Regions from separate parts of the Triticum aestivum genome. Here region 1 is linked to region 2. A link is a contact called in public Hi-C data. All regions are on one chromosome and are shown on one strand. Each heading gives the region's core, a stretch centred on a gene start, on an enhancer-like site or on the middle of the called end of the contact. The rest is flanking DNA. Distances are from core to core; before and after follow the strand shown. Region 1 holds the start of LOC100415857 (vegetative cell wall protein gp1). Region 2 has its middle 25 kb from the start of LOC123043781.

Region 1 (4,189 bases), core at 408-2,907, 320 kb before region 2:
ACGGTTGCTCCTCCTTCTATCATCGCATGGATACACGCGCAAGATCTTGATTTGCATGTCAACAACACGATCTAGGTAAGGTCTAAGGTATGTTGTTGCTTCGTTTATTAAATTTTTGGTGTGGAAGGTTGCTTCATTTGCTATTGTTAATCAGTAAAACCACATTGCAATGTTACGCAACTTGAGCCGCAATGTTGTCAATCAATGCAGCAACCCCACAAGGAAAACGCAGCAAGAAGAACACGTAGGTGTGGCTGTGCTTGACTTGATCGGTACTCACACAAACACTCGTGAGAAATGTGCTCCGATTATCAACGCAAAGATTTGCTGTGCCTGCCTACCCTGTCTACCTGGCCTCGGCGTGACCAATTAGGTTAACCAGTCAAGCAATTAATACCGTGAGCAAGAGCAAGCAAGGTCGGTCGGTCGGTCGATCCATCTCTCGACGAACAATTTCAACGTTGCCCATGGTTCGATAGCTATGGTACGACTGCCTCCGATGGCAGACCCTGGCTGGGTTGCCGTGCGCAGATAGATCGACCGGGCCATGCACGGATGGTCAAACAACATGAAGCAAGCACGCAAACGGACCGGCTGGGCTACGGTTACGGTCAGCTTGAGGTTTACTCTTGCGCGTTCTTGACTTGTGTGAGCTCCACGCGAATAGTAGTAGGGCGCAAAATGATCTTACTACTATAACAATCTAGCTAGCTAGGTAGGCAGGTTGCTTCATTTGTTAATCAATAAATTTCGATTAGCAGTACCATGTTTACGCAACACATGTTACATTATCACAGCTGCAGTGTTGATCAACGCCGCAAGCCCCACAAAAAGAAGAAAAATGCGGCATGAAAGACGCTTGTTCAAGCAAAAAGTGCTTGGAAGAATATCAACAAAAGCAATTCTGCCTGCCTCCGTGCCTACCTGGCCGCGTGCGTGACTTTTAACCGGTCAATCAATCAGCCAATTTCAAAGCTGCCGATGGTTCGACAGGTACGGTGCGATTGCCGACGATGGCACACCGCGGCTCGCCGTACGCAGAATCGCAGGTTTATAGATCGACCGGGCACGCATGAACAGTCAAACAACAGCAGCAAGCTAGTCGTGTCTGCCTGGCGACCACAGCTTGAGGCCTTGAGCTTACTTTTGTGCGAGAAATCTATGCAGGCTGCAGTAAAAGCTCCACGTGAAATCGTACTACGGCGCAGTTGAGTTGATGATGCCTTGCCGTCAAGCTGAGGCTCAACTCTCAGTGCCCCGTCGCCGTCAGCCTCGGCTAGCAGCTGCCTAGAACAGTCGTCGGACTTGACCCGCACCCATCAGGCGTCGTCGGATGCTACGCGCAATGGAGAAATCCCCGACATGGATTTCAAGGCGCGACGGCGACGGGCCACCGGCCACCAGCCGTCCGCCGTCCGCCGTCCGGCGTCCGGCGGCGTCCACAGCACGAATTTACTGTCCGCGGTCTCTTCTCATTACTAGTACTGCCGCTGCCTTGCAGTCCAGGCGGGAGGAAGGTGCAGACGGCAGATGAAAAGTTGAGGTAACCTGATCCACCCGGAGACCCACAGGCACTGGTCGATCGGGATTCGGGAGTGTGGCACACGCGTCCCAACCTGCTTGGTCCCTCCGCCCTATAAAGCCACCCCATATGCCATCTCCGGTTCTCCACACCACCATTCAGAGGAACCACACCGACACCCCATCCACTTTATCTCAGTAGAGAGGTTTAGAAGCAGTGAAGCACAAGTGCAGCAAGAGCTGCGAGAAGGAGGAGCGGGCAGCAATGGCGAGGCACAGCCTCCTTGCCGTGCTCCTCGTCGGGCTAGTCGCGGCCTCCGGCTTCAGCCAGGCGGCCGCCGCTGGCCGTGGCCTCGCTGAGAAGCTCCCGGAGCCGGAGCCCAAGCCGACGCCGTACCCGGAGCCCAAGCCGGAACCCAAGCCAGAGCCAATGCCTAAGCCTGAACCCATGCCAAAGCCAGAGCCTAAGCCTGAACCCATGCCAAAGCCAGAGCCTAAGCCTATGCCCAAACCTGAGCCCATGCCAAAGCCAGAGCCCAAACCGGAACCGAAGCCGGAGCCGATGCCAAAGCCCGAACCAAAACCTGAGCCCAAGCCTTACCCGATGCCCAAACCTGAGCCTAAGCCTGAGCCCAAGCCCGAGCCTATGCCAAAACCTGAACCAAAGCCAGAGCCCAAGCCCGAGCCTATGCCAAAACCTGAACCAAAGCCCGAGCCCAAGCCTGAGCCTATGCCAAAACCTGAGCCTAAGCCGATGCCAAAACCCGAACCGAAGCCAGAGCCCAAGCCTGAGCCGATGCCTAAGCCAGAACCGAAGCCAGAGCCCAAGCCTGAGCCTATGCCAAAACCTGAACCAAAGCCAGAGCCCAAACTCGAGCCGATGAAGCCCGAGCCTAAGCCGGTGCCAAAACCCGAACCTAAGCCAGATCCCAAGCCTGAGCCGATGCCAAAACCGGAGCCAAAGCCAGAGCCCAAGCCTGAGCCGATGCCAAAACCCGAACCGAAGCCGGAGCCCAAGCCTTACCCAATGCCCAAACCTGAGCCTAAGCCTGAGCCCAAGCCTGAGCCGATGCCCAAACCAGAACCAAAGCCAGAGCCCAAACCCGAGCCGATGAAGCCAGAGCCTAAGCCAATGCCAAAGCCGGAACCGAAGCCAGAGCCCAAGCCTGAGCCGATGCCAAAGCCCGAGCCCAAGCCTATGCCGAAGCCAGAGCCCAAACCAGAGCCGATGCCAAAGCCAGAGCCTAAGCCCGAACCATTGCCTAAACCAGAGCCTAAGCCCGAACCAATGCCTAAACCAGAGCCCAAGCCTGAACCTATGCCTAAGCCGGAGCCCAAGCCTGAACCCGAACCAAAGCCAGAGCCACCTCCGAAGGGCAAGCCGCCAATGACTGACAATTGATGTGATACTCACATATGACAGCTGAAGGAGGAGATCGACCCCGTCCGGAGCCACGGTGTGCTGTTTCTAGATTCTAGAATAAGTGGCGTAGTATCCGGCTAGCGAGATAGTGATGATGCATCTTTTTGTATTCCTTCTATGTTCCGCCATTCCTTTTAGTTTCTGTTGTTCCATGCACCCGTGAGAGTATTACTACTTTGTAATTATCATTTGCGTGTTGGTATACGTTCATCTGTGCACATGACTCGTTGTTCTTTCGTGTATCTACACATGTTTTTATTCGCATGGAAAACACATTTTTGTCCAGCGGACTGCAGTCTATGTTGTTTTTCCTTGTGATTTCTTTCATGGGCGCACCCTCCATGCCCATATTCTTCCACTGGTTCGTCTTGAGAGCGTGTTTTTCAAAGATGAGCCCGTAAATGCTTGTGTGGTTTCTAGTTAAATTCACCAGCCAGCAACAGGTGATGGCAAAAAATGTGCAAAGTTCACCTAAAAAAAGAGAGATGTGACAAATTCCCCAAGAATCCTATCTTTGTCCTCAGTAAGCACTGTATTTTCAGGATTCTAATGTGTGCACCCACCAGCAAACCTCCCAGCTAACATCTACAGCATGCCCAACGCCATACAAAATCCCGCTTTCCACACCGATTATCTTCTTTTTTCTCAAAAAATACTAAAATATATCTGCGGTTCCATACGATCCCCTTCCTAGATGACTTTTTTTTCTGTTATCCATTTTTTTCTAGCCAGTACAGTACTGCTTAGATTTCACCTTGACGAGCGCATTTTTCAGAGTGATTCACGCACACGATATATAACCACAATGGTTCACGGATACGATATATAACCACAATGTACAGATAGCCATGTTTACACGGTCTACAATATAGCACATGAGATCGGTACTCTTGGACGGTTCAACACAAAACAGAGTCTTAAGCAACGAAACAGAGTCTCAATCTCTCCAGAGAATAACAGGCATGCATACCTTGGACTGGATACAGGAAAAGAGAATGACAGGCATGCATACCCTGGACTGGACATAGCAACGAAACAGGGCCTCAATCTCTCCAGGAACGTCTCATTCCAAATGGGTGAAGGCACTCCAGCCCCCTGGTGCGAGGAGGATTCCTTGCCGTCTCTCGGGCTTCCCTGCGACGACAAATACTTTTGGGGTAAGCAATGGGCGGGCGAGACTTCTAAATGGCTCTTTTTTCAGAGACTGAACAGAACAAAGGCATGCACAGGGCACCAGGACAAGGT
Region 2 (3,827 bases), core at 176-2,675:
AGATAAAAACGTTTTGAATAAACGAATGTACGAAAAAAAAGGTCTTAGATTGCAACAAGTGACACACATATAATGCATCACTTTCTTTTAGAAATTACGATGCATCATTTGTCGGCACGTCGGAAGGTGGAGAGTGACCTTTGTTCTTTTTTAAGAATTGGAAGTGACCTTTACAAGAGATTACCCTTACCTAGCATCATTTCGGGGGCACCCCTATTTCTCGCGTTATGCGAGGGGGGACTCTCGCGTAGACCGCTACATATCGGGCCGACCCACTGTAGCGAGAATTTTCGAGAAAAACCAGAGTTTGAAAAATGGAGCTCACAGAGGATCGATTCTAGGATAAAATAGTTCCTTCCGAGGGCTGCTAGCCACTGCGACAGACTTAAATTATTGTACTCTATGGAGAGCACGGCCTACTAGAAGGAAAAATGAGCTGGGTTTTTATCTTTTCCTTCATTTTTACTCGTCCAATTCAACATGTTTTTTCTGTTTTTTTTCTTTTTACTCGGTTTTCACATGCTTTCCCCCAAACAAACATAAAAAAATGTTAATTAGGTATTAAAAATGTTGAATAAGTATTAAAAAATGTTGAACGAGTATTTGCAAAACATTGAACAAGTATTTGAAAGAATTTAAACAAGTATTTGAAAAATGTTGAATAGGTATTAAAAATGTTGAAACGAATATATAAAAAATGTTGAACAATTATTTGAAAAATGTGGACCAAGTATTTGAAAAAATGTGGAATAGGTATTAGAAAATGTTGAAACGAGTATACGAAAAATGTTCAACAAGTATTTGAAAATGTTGAACAAGAATTTGAAAAATGTTGAATGAGTATTTGAAAAATGTTGAACAAGTATTATAAAATGTTGAACGAGTGTATTAAAAAAATTGAACAAGTATTTGAACAAATGTTGAATAAGTATTAAAAATGTTAAACAAGTGTTTGAAAAAAATCTTGAATAACTATTAAAATGCTGAACAAGTATTTGAAAAAGTTGAATATATGTTCGGACAATGTTGAACGTGTATACAATTTTTTTTGACATGTACAAAAATATAGAGTGAAACAAAAACAAACATAAAAAAACACAAAAGAAAAAGAAATAATGGAGAAGAAAAAAGAAAAAAACCCCAAAAAACCAAACAAAAAATGGAGAAGAACAAAGAAAAGAATGAAAAAAATGGAGAGGAAAAAGTACAAAAAACAATGAAAACAAATGGAGAAGAAAAATGAAAAAGAACATAAAATCGAAAAGAGAAAGAAAAACCGATTAACATAGAAGAAAATGAAGAAAGAAAAGAAAAATAGGGAGCACCCAGCTGTTTTATACCTCAAGTAGGACGCGCCCAGCTAGATTAACACGGGGCTTGAGTGTAGCCTAGTGGCTATGAGTGCTGCACTTTCCGTGCGTAAACGGGCCGGTGAGGGGATGGAAAAGCTTCAGCGAGCACTGCCACTTCGATGGAGGTTTTGGAAACCTTCTAAACCGGTTTTATATTTTTTTCTTTTTCTTTTTCTTTTTTACTCTTTCTGTTCTTTTTCTTCCTTTTCAGGTTCTTTTTTGTTTTCTTTTCGTTTATTTTTTCTTTTCATTCTTTTTCCTTTTCAAGTTAATTTCTGTTTTCGACAAATTTTCTGAAATTTAAAAATGTTCATATTTCTTTAAATTTGTTCATTCTGCCGGATTTTGTTCCTCTTTTCAAGTTGTGTTCCCAAATTCCAAAAAAGAAAGTATTTCAAAATTTGTTCACTTGTTTTCAGAAAATGTTAAAAAACTAAAAAGTTTAAAATTTCTGAAAATGTTCTATTTTCTTTTCCTTTTTTCTTTTTTACTCTTTCTGTTCTTTTTCTTCCTTTTCTGGTTCTTTTTTGTTTTCTTTTCGTTTCTTTTTTCTTTTCATTCTTTTTCCTTTTCAAGGTAATTTCTGTTTTTGACAAATTTTCTGAAATTTAAAAATGTTCATATTTTTTTTAAATTTGTTCATTCTGCCGGATTTTGTTCCTCTTTTCAAGTTGTGTTCCCCAATTCCAAAAAGTAAGTATTTCAGAATTTGTTCACTTCTTTTCAGAAAATGTTCGAAAAACTAAAAAGTTTAATTTTTTTTCTGAAAATGTTCTATTTTTTATTTTGTTCATAAATTCCAAAAATGTTCGCGTATTTTTCTTAAATGTTCCTGTTTTCAAAAAACAAATCAAATTCAAAAAGTGTTCATGTGTCCAAAATTTGTTCACAAATTCAAAGAATGTCAGGGAAAGTTCATAAACGTTCGTACTTAGAAAAAATGTTCGCTTTTTATAAAAAATGTTCCTGTTTCCAAAATTTGATCACAGATTCTAGAAAATCATGTTTTCATAATTTGTTCGCAAATTGAAAAAATGTTAGTGGGAATTTCATAAAATATTCGCGTTTTGAAAAAATTTATTCATAACTTCAGAATTTGTTGGAATTTTTCATTTTTTTCTGTTTATAAAAATGTTCGCATTTTGAAAAAGTTAGTTGTAATTTTGAAAAATGTTCTTGTTTTCAATTTTGTTTCTTTTTTTATAAAAAAATTCCAGATTCCCAAAAAATGTTCGAGTCCTTAAAAGTTTGTTAGCAAATTTTGAAAATGTTTGTTTTTCTAATTATATTTAGTTTTTTAAAAAAGAAAACCACATTTTTTTTAAAAAGGCCTTTTCTTTTGCCTCGTATAGTTTATGACTTTATGTTAAGTGAGGTGGCAGTTTAAACGAAACAAGTCTACGAAGACAATGGTTAGCAGCATGATTCACTCGCTTGAGGCCGTATGGTTGAACCCCCACACACATGTTGTAGGAATTTTCCGCTGGCTGTTCTTTCAATTTTTCCATTGCCGTCCAGTTCTTTAACTGTCACATTGTGTTTGACGTGCTGGTCGCAGGTTCGATTCCTACCACGGCGCTGTTTTTTGTTGTTTTTTCACGGCGCCCTACCGTAAATGGGCTTACCCAGGTTAGCTTTTCCCCTTTGCGAAGCATTAACTGTTTGCCGCAACAAGCGGCATATAGGAGGTCCCCACTTTGATCGCTTAATGCGATAAATAGCTCTCGCATCATTTTGGCTCAAAGGGTCCTTTTTTTTTTCTGAAAGGAAAGGGTCCAAGGTCGGATCGATTTCGTGGGCTATGGCCCTTAATAAACTCCCAACTAGGCCGATGGCGACCCGCCGACCCACGGAGTCAAACCCAAGTGGGGAGGAAGCAGCGTGCTCTGGAAGGAGCCGAAGCCCGGGAACCCACACCGCCCCCAAATAAAACCACCGCCCGCCCGCCCGCCCGCCGCGCCCTCCTCGCCGGCGACCATGAATCCCTCCTCGCCGGAGCCCTCGCCGCCGGGGACCCCCTCGCAGGTCCTCAGCGTGCGCATCGTCTCGCTCGACTACTACATGGCGCCGCCCGTCCCCGGCCTCGACATCTCCTACAGCCCCTTCCACTGTACGCTCCCTTCCCCATTTGCCCCCTTTCTGAACTTTTTCTCCTCCCGCGCCGCGCTGAATTCTCTGACTGTCTGGTGGCCGCCGCAGGCGAGGAGGTGGAGGAGGTGCCGGTGATCAGGATCTACGGCTCCACCCCCGCGGGGCAGAAGACTTGCCTCCACATCCACCAGGTGGGTACCAGCTTCTCTCTGCCCTTATTACATTTCAGTATGCTTGTGTGATTGTCGCCACGTAGTTCTGGTTGCCTGGTCTTGAAATTTTGGAGGGAATGGGGAGTGCAACACGCCGAATTTGATGCTTGGAAGCTCAATTCAGCATGCCAGTTATTAGAGATCAGTGTGTTAATTCAGGGATGTGTTGCTC

Evidence for each region. Hi-C and Micro-C count contacts between places; a contact is called where the count stands out from the background.
Region 1: a contact with region 2 is called in a Hi-C map of leaf, with 5 times the contacts expected there. The contact joins the promoter of LOC100415857 here to the enhancer-like site in region 2. A contact is called at or near these places in 2 of 5 Hi-C or Micro-C datasets (both in leaf).

Annotation. Positions count from the first base shown.
Region 1 is chr2B:112,186,844-112,191,032 of IWGSC CS RefSeq v2.1, reverse strand. It overlaps LOC100415857 (vegetative cell wall protein gp1), which reads left to right and starts at 1,657. Exons shown (of 1, transcript XM_044466362.1): 1 at 1,657-3,229. The coding sequence starts at 1,787. The coding sequence ends at 2,923. It overlaps LOC123043783 (serine/threonine-protein phosphatase 6 regulatory ankyrin repeat subunit B), which reads right to left. Exons shown (of 11, transcript XM_044466361.1): 11 at 3,742-4,078. The coding sequence ends at 3,988.
Region 2 is chr2B:111,862,214-111,866,040 of IWGSC CS RefSeq v2.1, reverse strand. It overlaps the pseudogene LOC123043780. Among protein-coding and RNA genes, the nearest start is that of LOC123043781, 25 kb to the right of the region's middle. Within about 2 kb of position 1,425, at least 1 of the 8 cell types and tissues checked has an H3K27ac peak or open chromatin away from gene starts, as enhancers often do. A contact at or near this core is called in leaf, where this site is marked.